Linked DNA regions of Drosophila melanogaster: region 2 is linked to region 1. Evidence: chromatin contacts called from public Hi-C data. All regions are on one chromosome and are shown on one strand. The core of a region is the stretch at or near the end of the contact, and the rest is flanking DNA. Distances in the headings are between cores, read along the strand shown.

What was found. Hi-C and Micro-C count contacts between places; a contact is called where the count stands out from the background.
Region 2: a Hi-C map of the Kc167 cell line shows a contact between it and region 1, with 1.5 times the contacts expected there. The contact joins two enhancer-like sites. A contact is called at or near these places in 3 of 107 Hi-C or Micro-C datasets (the Kc167 cell line and larval brain).

The regions. Positions count from the first base shown.
Region 1 is chr3R:13,237,514-13,243,393 of dm6, reverse strand. It overlaps Ace (Acetylcholine esterase), which reads left to right. Exons shown (of 10, transcript NM_001275601.1): 5 at 1-175; 6 at 5,195-5,337. Among named protein-coding and RNA genes, the nearest start is that of Ace, 18 kb to the left of the region's middle. Within about 2 kb of position 3,458, at least 17 of the 39 cell types and tissues checked have an H3K27ac peak or open chromatin away from gene starts, as enhancers often do. A contact at or near this core is called in the Kc167 cell line, where this site is marked.
Region 2 is chr3R:13,747,701-13,753,290 of dm6, reverse strand. kmr (kramer) reads right to left here. Exons shown (of 16, transcript NM_142053.2): 4 at 5,328-5,590; 5 at 2,845-3,925. Among named protein-coding and RNA genes, the nearest start is that of CG9312, 15 kb to the left of the region's middle. Within about 2 kb of position 1,745, at least 6 of the 39 cell types and tissues checked have an H3K27ac peak or open chromatin away from gene starts, as enhancers often do. A contact at or near this core is called in the Kc167 cell line, where this site is marked.

The DNA of each region.
Region 1 (5,880 bases), core at 2,209-4,708:
TCCGTGGACGCCAAGACCATATCGGTGCAGCAGTGGAACTCCTACTCGGGCATCCTCAGCTTTCCCTCGGCGCCCACCATTGATGGTGCGTTCCTGCCGGCGGATCCCATGACGCTGATGAAGACGGCGGATCTGAAGGACTACGACATCCTGATGGGAAATGTCAGGGATGAGGGTGAGTGTGCTTACTTAAAGACCCGGTGCAGTACCTCCTCCTCCTTCATTTCATCCTCCTGCGAGTGACTTCATCACGACCATCCCGTGATCCACCTTCCTATCTCCCCTGGTTTTTTTTTCTGGGTCGTCCTTGCCGCCATTGTTGCATCCTCTGTGGCTGACGTCAGCGCTAAACTTTATCCGAAACAAAGTACTACCCATTGCCAATGTTGTTTGCCAAGCTTTTTAGCCCAGCTTCCTGCCTCTGCGCCCCGAAAAACTTTTACGCTGCAGCTCGGAGCTCTTCATCCATTTGAGATTTTATTACTTTTGTGCAACTATACGTATATATATATATAGTTATATATTTATATACACTTTTTGTTGTGGCCTGGCTGGCAGACAAAATGCATTTTATTCTCATCGTTTTATGGGCGGGAAGGTGGCTTAGCCGGGCTGCTTTTCAAAAATTTCCTCAGCCCATTTCGAGCACTCGTAATGCATTCGGTACTTTCTGTTGGCTCGAGTGCTTAATTTTTATGGTTTATTGCATGACACTGAGCGGCGAATCGAGGGGGTTAGTGGGTTTTGGGTTACGGATTTCGGGTTCTGCGTTTTGGGTTTCGAGGAGTACGACTGGTAGTGGTTACATTGTGCTCGGCTTAGTCCTGACTCGGCTGTCGCAGAACTGCACTTTGTATAGTGTCCTGTATTGTTGGCTTTTACGGCTTAGCCTTTTGTTTTTTTCCCCCTTTTTTGGCTTCGCACACAAATTGCGAATTTTGCGAACTTTAAATTTCAAGTGCGGCAAGTGTAAATGGATTGCCAGCTTACGAGTATATATAGCAAGGTATTTTTAGTTAAGTTAACAGATACTTACGTGTCCTTAGGGCAAGTAAAACGAGATACATTTCGATGGTTAAATAGGTTTATGATTCATTTTCACTACAGTTTAAACATATTGTTCCTTTACCCCTTAAAAATAAGGATTCTGCGGACTAAGGATGTAGAACATGCTTATGCTACATTTTAAATGCCGAGTGAGGCATGTGTCAACGCACCGGAATTGCCGGAGTCAAAATACAGAAAAAAATATAAAATGCCGCCGAAACTTGCCAGACTCGCCCACGCGAATTGCGGTGACCCCGGGAAAAAAGGAAAAACATCCGAACGCACACACTAACTATACACACACACACACACACACGCACTGGAATGTGGCGCTCAGCTGTGCGGGACGGCATCATAAATTATTTAAATATATATTCCGCTCAGGTGACAGCGGGAGGCGGTGGTCGATGGGTTGTGGGCGATGGGCTGTGGGTGGTGGGTGGTGGGTGGTGTCAGTGTGGCGGTAGGAGGTCTGCGGAAAAGCGAAAGCAAAAAGCGAGCCCTCAACTTGATGGGCGGAACGGGACGCGTGAGTGGCACACGTGCCGCAGCATTATTGAGTGACAAAGGGGACTGGTTTTATTAAAGCGGGGCAGCAAACTATTAGTAATGAAAGTTGAGTTAAAGTTCTGCTGTAATCATTTCGTATTACCTTTCGAGAAAAATGTTTAACCGACATAAATTAATATTAAAACTTTTAACGATTGGGGTCCATTTCAATTTAAAGTTTACATATTGAAACCAAACTCAATTTATTAAACCCTATATGAATCTGAATTAAGTGTAAAGAGCAGTATACAAATGACTGTGCAGGAAATATGTGTTTAAAATATAATTGAATTATTTATGTGGCAGGAAAAGCAAATGCATTTGCATTAAATTAGTATTAAATACATTCATTTTTATCGTTGTGGATTTGATTTCTTATTTATTTCCATCCAAGTAATTCTTGTTCGCAAAAGTTTTAATCCGATTATTTTATACAAACTGTATTTAAAACGTGAGAAAGGAAGAATAATTTGCTCTTAAATATTTTCCCATTAAATGTTCCAAGCCCCGGTTTTAAATTTGCAGCTACTAGAGCTAGCTACTCAACTAGACAGTTAATCAGAATATAAAATTGAAAATGCAACCATTTATTAGATAAATCACCGTTAAGTGTGGTGAGAACCTGCCGTTCTGCGAAATGCTGCTGTTGATTCTCCCATAATTTTCCCCACTTTCCTTATCCGCATTCACTGCCTGTTGTTTTCCTCTCAATCTGGGGCGTAACTCTTTGTGTGCATTGTGCTGCCAGCTTTTCCGTGCCAGGCCGTGTAAGTGGCGCACTTGTAACAAATTTTCCGTTTGCGTTTTCCTTTTCTTATTATTTCGCGAGACGCCACCGCAGGATGTCGTTGGGTGGTGTTTTGGGTGGGTGGTGTTGGGTGGCAGGTTCTTTTTGGGAGGGCTGGGTTGTGTTTTTCGTATAAGAGATTGAAGAAGATTCTCGGTGCTTTTGTGCCAGTTCGTGCTTTGGCTTTCCTTTCGATTTTCTTGTTGCTGTTGGCCAGTCATCTACTGGCGCTAGTGTTTTTGGTGTTGCGGCTGCTAGTTGCTGTTGTTGCGGCTCCTGTCTTGCCAGGAGCAGAATAAGCCAGCACAGCAGACACGTGTGCTTTTCTGCTCACTTTCACTCATTGCTCACAGCTGCTGCTTTCCGCTTTCTCTCTGCTCCTGGCTCCTGCTCTCTCACCGCTCACCGTTCTCTTTTCTCTTTTTTCTCTTGGCCAAAAAGGTGTAGGTGTGCGTGCATGGCCGCCAGGCAACTGCCACCATTTTCCATGGGTACAAGTGCCGTTACTCAGCTGAGCGTGTGTGCGTATGTGAGTTTGGCTCTGGTGTTTGTGCTGGTGTTTGTGAGTTCAAGGTCATCTAGCATTTGCAACAATACGAATACAAATTCAAATACATTACGATGAGCCGCGTACATGAAAGCATCCTATTCTGTTTGTTTTTGACAAATTCGCTCGTCCTTCGTCCCTTTTACATACATACATGCTATAAACATATTATATAAATATATATTTATATTTATTTGAGTGCGTTGGAGTGTGTGCGTTTGGCTAATGGTTATCCTAAATAAAATATTAGTGTAGTTCAACTAATTGACCTGCATGTGGTTTTAGCAAATTAGTTGGTATTTAGAAATGGATACGGAGTGCACTTTTAAATGTATTAAATATACGCCAAAAATAAGCTATTTATATTTAGGTGGAGTACGCAAGTAACTTGATTTCACATCCCACGACTTGAAAATCTCTTGAAATTATGAGGTACTTTAATATCAAATGGATTAAAGAGAATTAACAATTTTCCCTGAGCAGAGAAGCTTTCAAGTGCATCCCAAAAGTATGCAATGAACTCGAGACGTCATCTTTTCGCTGCTTAAATAATTCACTTTTGGTGGCAAGTCCTCTGCCTTGCGATTGCATGCCATCCTGAGTGAGTATGTGTACGTTCCTTGCTGTGCTTGTTTGTGTTTGTATGTGTATGTGTGGTGGTGCCTCCTTCGCTTGTGTGTGTGCAAGACAGCTTGTTTGCTCGTTAATTGCTTCGCGTTCCGAGACGGCCAACTTATCGCTGGCTCCGTAGTTGTAGTCCTGAGTCCTGAATTTCGCCTCTAGCGTTTCCAACGTTCCGCTGAATCAGTTGGGCCGCGTTGTTGTTGTTGCTGCTGCTAACTCAATTATACACTCATTAAAACCGTATTTACATTTCGCTTATGTGTGTGAGGGAGTGAGTGAGATTTTCCGCAAAAAAACAGCACAGAAATTTGTGGCCACAGAGTGAGTGTGTTGTTGGCAATTTAATTAAAAGCGTATGCCCGACATACAGTAATATTTGAAAAGCGCAAGGTCGTTCCGGCGTGTAGTAAAATAATTTATTCAGATTATATGACTTTTCCAAATCTGTGTGCTGTATAAATGGTGCGCCCATAACTCTATAAGATGCACCATTCAGACGCTATTAAATTATTCGATTTCAAAACCCTTAAGCGATCCATCCCCTCTTTAATGTAAATATATTTCCTGGCCCCCCCCCCCCCCCCCATCGTGTGGAAAGCATACTTATCGACTTTGGTAAGCGACCGTTTCAGGCAGCTCGTTCAATATTGTTTGCAATTCAAGTCAAAGCTCCTCGTGCCTGGCTTTGCATAAGGTTTTGACCTTAATGGAATCGAAGCAAACATAAACACAGTGGGCCAGCAAGATAAATTGGGAATGGGTTGCACGTGCCCTCGTCCCACACAAACACAGATACTCGACTATGTGTCCTGATGTTGCTGCCGCAAGTGTTGCTGCTGCTGCTGTTGCTGTTGTGTTGCTGCCGTCGCCGCTCATAGGCAGCAATTATGGTTCGTTAGTGTGGCCCGTATTTGAAGTGTGCGACAAAGACAAAAGCCGGAGAGAACAACAACTGGGCCAACAACAAGTGCCATAAAAATTAAGTTAATAAAAGGCAACGACGAGCCGCTTTGTTCTATCGTCCTGCCTGTTGTACCTCGTGTTTTAAGAGAGAGAGAGAGGTATTGTTTGTTGATTATGAGAAATCGTGTGAGATGTGTCCCAAAACTCCGCTTGTTATTAATTCGATATTAGTTTTTTTAGTAGTAATAGTCTGGCAGAAAAGGTATTCGATACCTCATTCACGTTCTGCTGAGCTAGGGAAGTAACCAACCCTTCTATCGGGCTGACTTCTAAGGAATAGGGTATATGGCAGTCGACTTGACTTTTTTCTTAGTTCATGCTTCTGTTTTTGTAGTGGGCACAAGTTTTGGTTTATTCTATTTTGCACTTACAACTCCTCGGCTTCTGAAACTGTTATGATTGCTGCTGCTGTTGTTGCTGCTGCTGCTGATGTCGTAGGTGTTGCTGCTGCGCCTGTTGTTGGTGCGGCTGCTGGGTCTAAGGACTTGGGGTTAATGCTGAGCGCGGTGTCCTTGGCACGGCCCCTCCATTGTGAGTCGGCATCTTGAAGCGCCGCCTGTAGTGGTAATTGTTTTTCCAGATTGGCCAGCATCCCTCTTCGCGTCACTTTTCACCCAGCATTGTTATGACATGACCTCGCATGGGTTAAACATTTATTTCCCTTTTCTATTTCGCAGGCACTTACTTCTTGCTGTACGATTTCATCGATTACTTCGATAAGGACGATGCCACGGCCCTGCCACGGGACAAATACCTGGAAATTATGAACAATATTTTTGGCAAGGCAACGCAAGCGGAACGCGAGGCCATCATTTTCCAGGTAATTATTAAATACGCACTGGCATTCTATGATGAATAAGCAACTGCAAAAGACAGATGCACTGAAGAAAATTTATTTTATTTTTGAAATTATGCATACCAATTCGCATTTCAAGGCCTTAGGAATATTATATTATAATATAATATATAATGTATTAAAATATCACATTCCCCGTAGTATCTTATAGAATTTTGTTGATTTATACTTATGTATATTGCGAATATTTTTTAAAGTACACATCCCCCGAAGTGCATTAGTGCAACGTGCAACTGCTCCGTGTCACCAGCAGCATCGCTGCATGTGCTAAACATGTTAAATGCGACGTCAACGGAGACGGCTGGCTGATTGAATTGCATTTAGTGGCTTTATTCATTTACTCTGCCCTGTCGCCGGTTAATTTCATTTCGCGGCATTCTGCGTCAGCACTGGATATGCATTTGACAGTTAAGTCCGGACAAAATCCGGAATTAGCTGGGCCAGGATCCTGTAGAGCTTTTAAAAGATCCAATTTCTCTGAAACAGTCCATTGGTTATTGGTTAATT
Region 2 (5,590 bases), core at 496-2,995, 510 kb before region 1:
GATTCTCCTCCTCCTCCTCGGCGTACGTCGCGGAAACTAAGGTCAGGACACCCGGCTGACCCAGTTCCACTTTCTTGGGCGTCATGGGCAGATAGTGACTCTCGTCGAATTGTTGGTCCGTGGGTGTGATGGGCTCGTTAACATATATCTGCTGCAGTTCCCGCTCCTCAGCCAGTTCCTGGGATTCTACTGCCTCGACGACAGCTTCATCCTCATCATCTTGAGCCAGAGCTTCATCTATATCATCATCTGTGTACTCCTCGCAAGCCGTGCTGTCATCCTCATCCTCCAGCTCCTGCTCCTCCTCGTTCGATTCTAATTTCTGGTCTTTTATAACCTTTGGAGCCCCCATATCCTCCTCGCCTGGAATGGGTTTACTTTCCGCTGTTGGTGTCAGGTCCTCCTCTTCGTTTTCCTGTTGTTGCTTCTGCTGGTCCTGCTGTTCCTTGAACAGCTTTAGTTGCATTAGCATGGGCGTCTCCTCGGGATCGGTAATGGCTGCATTGCTGTGAGGGATTTTACTTTCGGGGATTGGCTTGCCAAACTCCATGTTCTCGTAGTTGCTAACCAGCTTATTGTTGTACACAGGCACATAATTGGCATTCTGAGGCGACTTGGGCGCCGTTTTCTTTGGCAGAATGGGTACGGGCTCAGCCTCAACATTCTCCTGCTCCTCATCCTCTTGCTTCTGCTCCTCCTCATTTCCCATCGCCTTGGGCAATTGCAATCTGAGCTTTGGCCGCTCTTCCAGATGTTTGGGTTGCACCTGAATAATGCGGGTTTTGCTGGCCTCGTGCACTTTCAAAATGGGCTTTAGTTGGAATTTCGCTTTGGTTGATGACGCTGTTGATGACGATGATGGTGTCGCCTCTGTTTCTGTTTGGTTGGGTGTCTCTAGATTTTTGCTACTACCAAGATTTGTGATTGCTAACGCTGCTGTTGTTGTTGCCACTATTGCCTGTGATGTCGTTGCTTTAGTTGTTGTTTTTGACGATGATGACCTTCCTGCCGTTGCACTATACAAGTTATCATCATCCACAGTCCCAGCTGCGATTCGATTCGTTTCGTTTCGATATTGTTAATTATTTGATGGCGATTATCGAGTTTCGATCGATCATTGTCGATCATTGTTTTACATTTACAGCATTTACAAATTGAGATATTTTGTTAAAGAGTTACCAAATTCAACGTATACACAACGAATTATTTATAAATGTTTGTATGGAAAAGAAGAAATATATAAAACACATTTGTATATCTTGCTGGTTGGTACATATGTATGTAATTAAAATCAATCAAATGGGTGGTCGATTGCGCTATGAGCCCAGATTGAGTTTGAGTTTTATTTGGTTTTTGCTTATTTATTGTTTTTGGGTTTTAGTGCAAAATTTACAGCGGCATTTAGTAGTGGAAATACCAAGCACCCGGTTGTCATGATGGAAAAACGAATATGTAATATATGTATATGTATATATGAATGAAACAAATCCGATACGAAACTACGCCAAAAATGTTTACTAAACCCATGATAGATAGAGATTTCCAAAAAACAAAAGGGAGAGATAGATTTATGGACTACAGAAATATTGGATTTTCGTTTTACACACTCCGTTTTCCATCGGATAAAGGCAAATGGAAGAATTTGTGTGTACTTTTGATTTAAGTTTTCGGCCAACCATTTTAAACTGGCCAGAATTTCGGTTCATGTGTTGCCTACTTTTTGGCAGCATTGTTAAATTAATTACTCGATACTTTTCAATTTGCTTCTGAATTTTGCTTTTGTGTGGGTGCGGAGTTCTGTGTACATGCCTATGTATATGTATTTGTATTTGTGTGCGCACGGCAGGAAGGTTTCGATATTCGACATAAATTGCTTTCTGTTGCGTACATTCAAATTAACCATATTTATTAAAACATAAAACAAGGCAACAAAAAATTGTAATACACACCGTGTATTAACTACATGAAGCTTTTAATTGTTTAGTCTGGCGTCTGAACATTATAAATTAGCATTGAAATGGTTAAGGCTTATAAATAGTTAATGGTCAGAGTTTGGACCAAAATGTGGCCTGTCAAGGCCAGATGAGGTCCTTTATTTATAGATTTCTAAAGTCCTTAAGCGGAAGGGCAACGCAGATGCAAATGCAACAAAGTAACCTGGGATGACTACAAAAGTAATGGAAAAAGCAGACATCTCAAGTTGTCAAGACTATAAAACATGCAACTAACTGAAAGCAAAAGCCAAGTCGCCAAGTAAAATTAAAAGTATAAATATAAATATAAAATAAAAAACAAAACAAAGTGAGGTACGCAGAACAGGGCAGCACGGTTAGCAACAGCTACAGATACTGATAAATAAAAAGATACAGCTATGGATACGATACGATACTGATGCAAATAGAGATACATACTACGTTTATGCGCGCGCATTAAATGCAAAAAAAAATGCAGTCTGCTAAACAAATATAATTCACCAAAACTACAGAATTGTTATTTTTCAATTGCATTATTTTTAATGCAAAATAAATATGGCCGTAGGATAATTGGCTTTAAATTGCATAATTAAACGTATATTTCAATAAAGTTGTTTAAAGTTCCAACGAATTTAATTTAAGACTTTGCACATTGCAGACAAGAATGAAGCATTAGGCTTTAATAAACATTTTCATGAATGTTAGCAATGTAAACCTTTATATATGTAATTCATTACTTTGCTTGCGCATAAACGTAGTTTAAGATTCGTAGAAGAGAGAGTTACAGATATAGACGTATTACAAAGGGACAGAGTTGAAGCCAAGCAGAATGGGGAATACGTAATGGAAGTCATCGCGGACTAGGACTCACCCTCATCATCCGAGGAGTAGTTGTTGTACACCACTCCCCCAGGTCCCACGTTGGCCTGGCTCTCGGATCGCGATCGCTGGATGCCCGATGCTGATGGTGGATTTCCAGCCCCCTGAGCAGTGCCATTTCCATTGCCCACCAATACGGTTTTACCCGCCTGGGGTGCATAGCGTGCTCCACTGGCCACCGCAGTGGATGCCAGCAAGATGTTTGGATTGCTGCCCAACTTGGACATGGCGGACATGTTGCTGCCGCCCTGTTGAATACCCTTGCGTGTCAAAGGTGACTGCAACATGCGCTGTTTCCACTCTAGCAGACGCTTCATGGACTCCTCCCGCTTCCGTTCGCCATCCAGATTATGCTGCGGCGAGTTGGAGGCACCTGCTCCACCCGTGGGCGATGTGGTCGTGGAATTGCCAGCCGAATAGTCATCATCCATTCCTCCCGATCTTTTGGGCAAACGGGCGCTAGCGGATCTCAGGAACTGCTCGTTCTTGCTAATGATCTCCTGGGTGGACATCGACGGCGGGAAAATGGAGCCCGGGTGAACATTCAGTGGCGGCAGATCTTCTTGCTGCGGCGACTGCAGCTGGGAGGCCACCGAACGTCCCTGACTGGCGGATCGGCTCATCCGCGGCATGCTGCTGGCCCCACCACCCTGCGCCTCGGCCAGAAGTTCCTGCCGCTTGTAGGCCCGCTCGTAGGGATTCTCATAGCCAATGGTGTTTACCCCAGAATTGAAATCTGCCCCCGTGGTGCGATAGCTACCCGGCTGCTGCGGCTGTGCGGCACCAGCTCCGCCGCTCTGCAGATACAACGCACTCTTCCGCATCTTGTCCGCATAGCTGGCCTCCGAGTAGTAGAAGCTGTCCGGTGTGCGATTGATGTCCAAGCTGGACTTGGGCCTCGGCGCCCTGCCGCTCTCCTGCTGGCTTTGGGCCACCGCCGCGGCCGCAGCGGCAGCAGCTGCCTCGGCACGAGCCTCGTACTCCAAGAAATCCGCCGAATGGGGACGCACTATGGCCGCCGCTGTGCGGGCACGCAAGTCCATGGTATTGATTAGTTGATCGGCGGCACTGGCCTACAAATGGGCGAAAAAGGGGAGAACGGGTAGATGTTAGAAAAGGGTTATGTAATTGCAACGGGGTAAATGGGCTTGTGAATTCTTAACTACTTTTGCACTCGTCAAAACTAGAGGCAGTCAGTTATGAAAAGATTTTACAAAATTTCAGATTTCAATTGCAATTTACATTTTTGCATACTATTTTCCTTAGACTTTAAGTTTAAGTTTAATGACCGTCTTTAATGGTCCATGCCATAGACTTATTTTCGGAAACATTTTCAAGTTTTTAAGTGTGGAATATTGGCGTGGCCCGTAACTTGTTTGGAACTTGGAAGGCGGCGCAGCTGGTCTCTTGGCCAGGAACCCGGGGCCATAAATCATGCACGCGACTCATTTCCCGGCTAACTTGCTGTGCCTGACCTGACCCACTAAACAGCTGCCCCACCCACCTAACCCAAAGGGGCGGCGAGTGCATATAGAGTTGCATTCGAAGGAAATTGTCGGTGCACTGGTGGCCATGCATTTAGGAGTGGGTGTAACCTCTTCCTTCACCGAAACGTCTGCAATTTAGCAACCCACTGACATACTAAAGTCCAATTAAATTGTGAGTTGCGGACTTGAGACAGCAGCTGCTCGAAACCGAAAGTTTCCGAGAAAGACTCTGGAGGAGCTGGTGTTCTACACCATCATTCCATCCATCGTTCATCAATGGGGGCACTTTCAGCAGCAGCACAAACAGCAGCTGCTTTTGTGAGTGTGGCTTTCTGGAGTCGTCGGAGCGTGAGGATGAAGGAGTTATCTTTACAGGAGCCGGCCACCTCTGATTGGAGCACCAGAAACTGCAAGGGCAAATAAAAGTGAAAAGCTGATACGTGCTAAGGTGCAAGACTCCTCAGCCAGCGAAACTTTGCAACTAGGTCAGGGAACGAGAGTCGGAAATGAAACACCATCATCATCTATGCCCCTTTTCAGTTTTCCTCCTCCTTCGCCGGTTTTTTTTTTTTTTGTAAGCACTGGCAGTTCCCCCGATTTGCGGCAATCAGACAACATCAAGTGGCATCGCTGATGATTTGGTGGGCTGACCTTTGCCGGTGCCACGCCCCCGAGCTCGAAGCTCACAGCTCCCAGCTTCCCACTATGCGAAGCACCCATAAAGCTGGAGGATGCAATGCCAAGTGGCAGGTCATCAACAATCGCAATCGCAATCGGAATCGCAACTCATGGCTGCCTTGGGGCTGTGGTTTGCCTTTTTGACTGCCTTTGAGAATTGCACTCACTGGTTGTGCTCTCAAACCCACTTATTTTTCTAATAATAGTTTCAAAGCAATATGAGGACTTTAAATGGATTTAAAAGTATTTTAAGATATTAAGTAAAAAACTAAAATTGAGCTAAATTAACTGTGTTAATTTTCAGACTCACCTCCAAATGATTGGGCGTGTACCGTTGCGGCATCGCGGGCACATGCTTGCTGCCATCGTAGCTGGGCGGACTCAGCGGTCTGCGGTAGCTGGCCGCCTCCTGGAGAAGTGCCTCCTGGGCGGACATGGGCACTCCGCCGCCACCTGCCAGTTGCGACATGTTGTAGATATCCTCGTAGTCTGCTGCAGCTGCTGCGGCGGCAAAGAGCCGCTGCTGCTTGGAGCGCCCATAGGCATCGGGTGTCCTGCGCTCCGCCTGTAGCA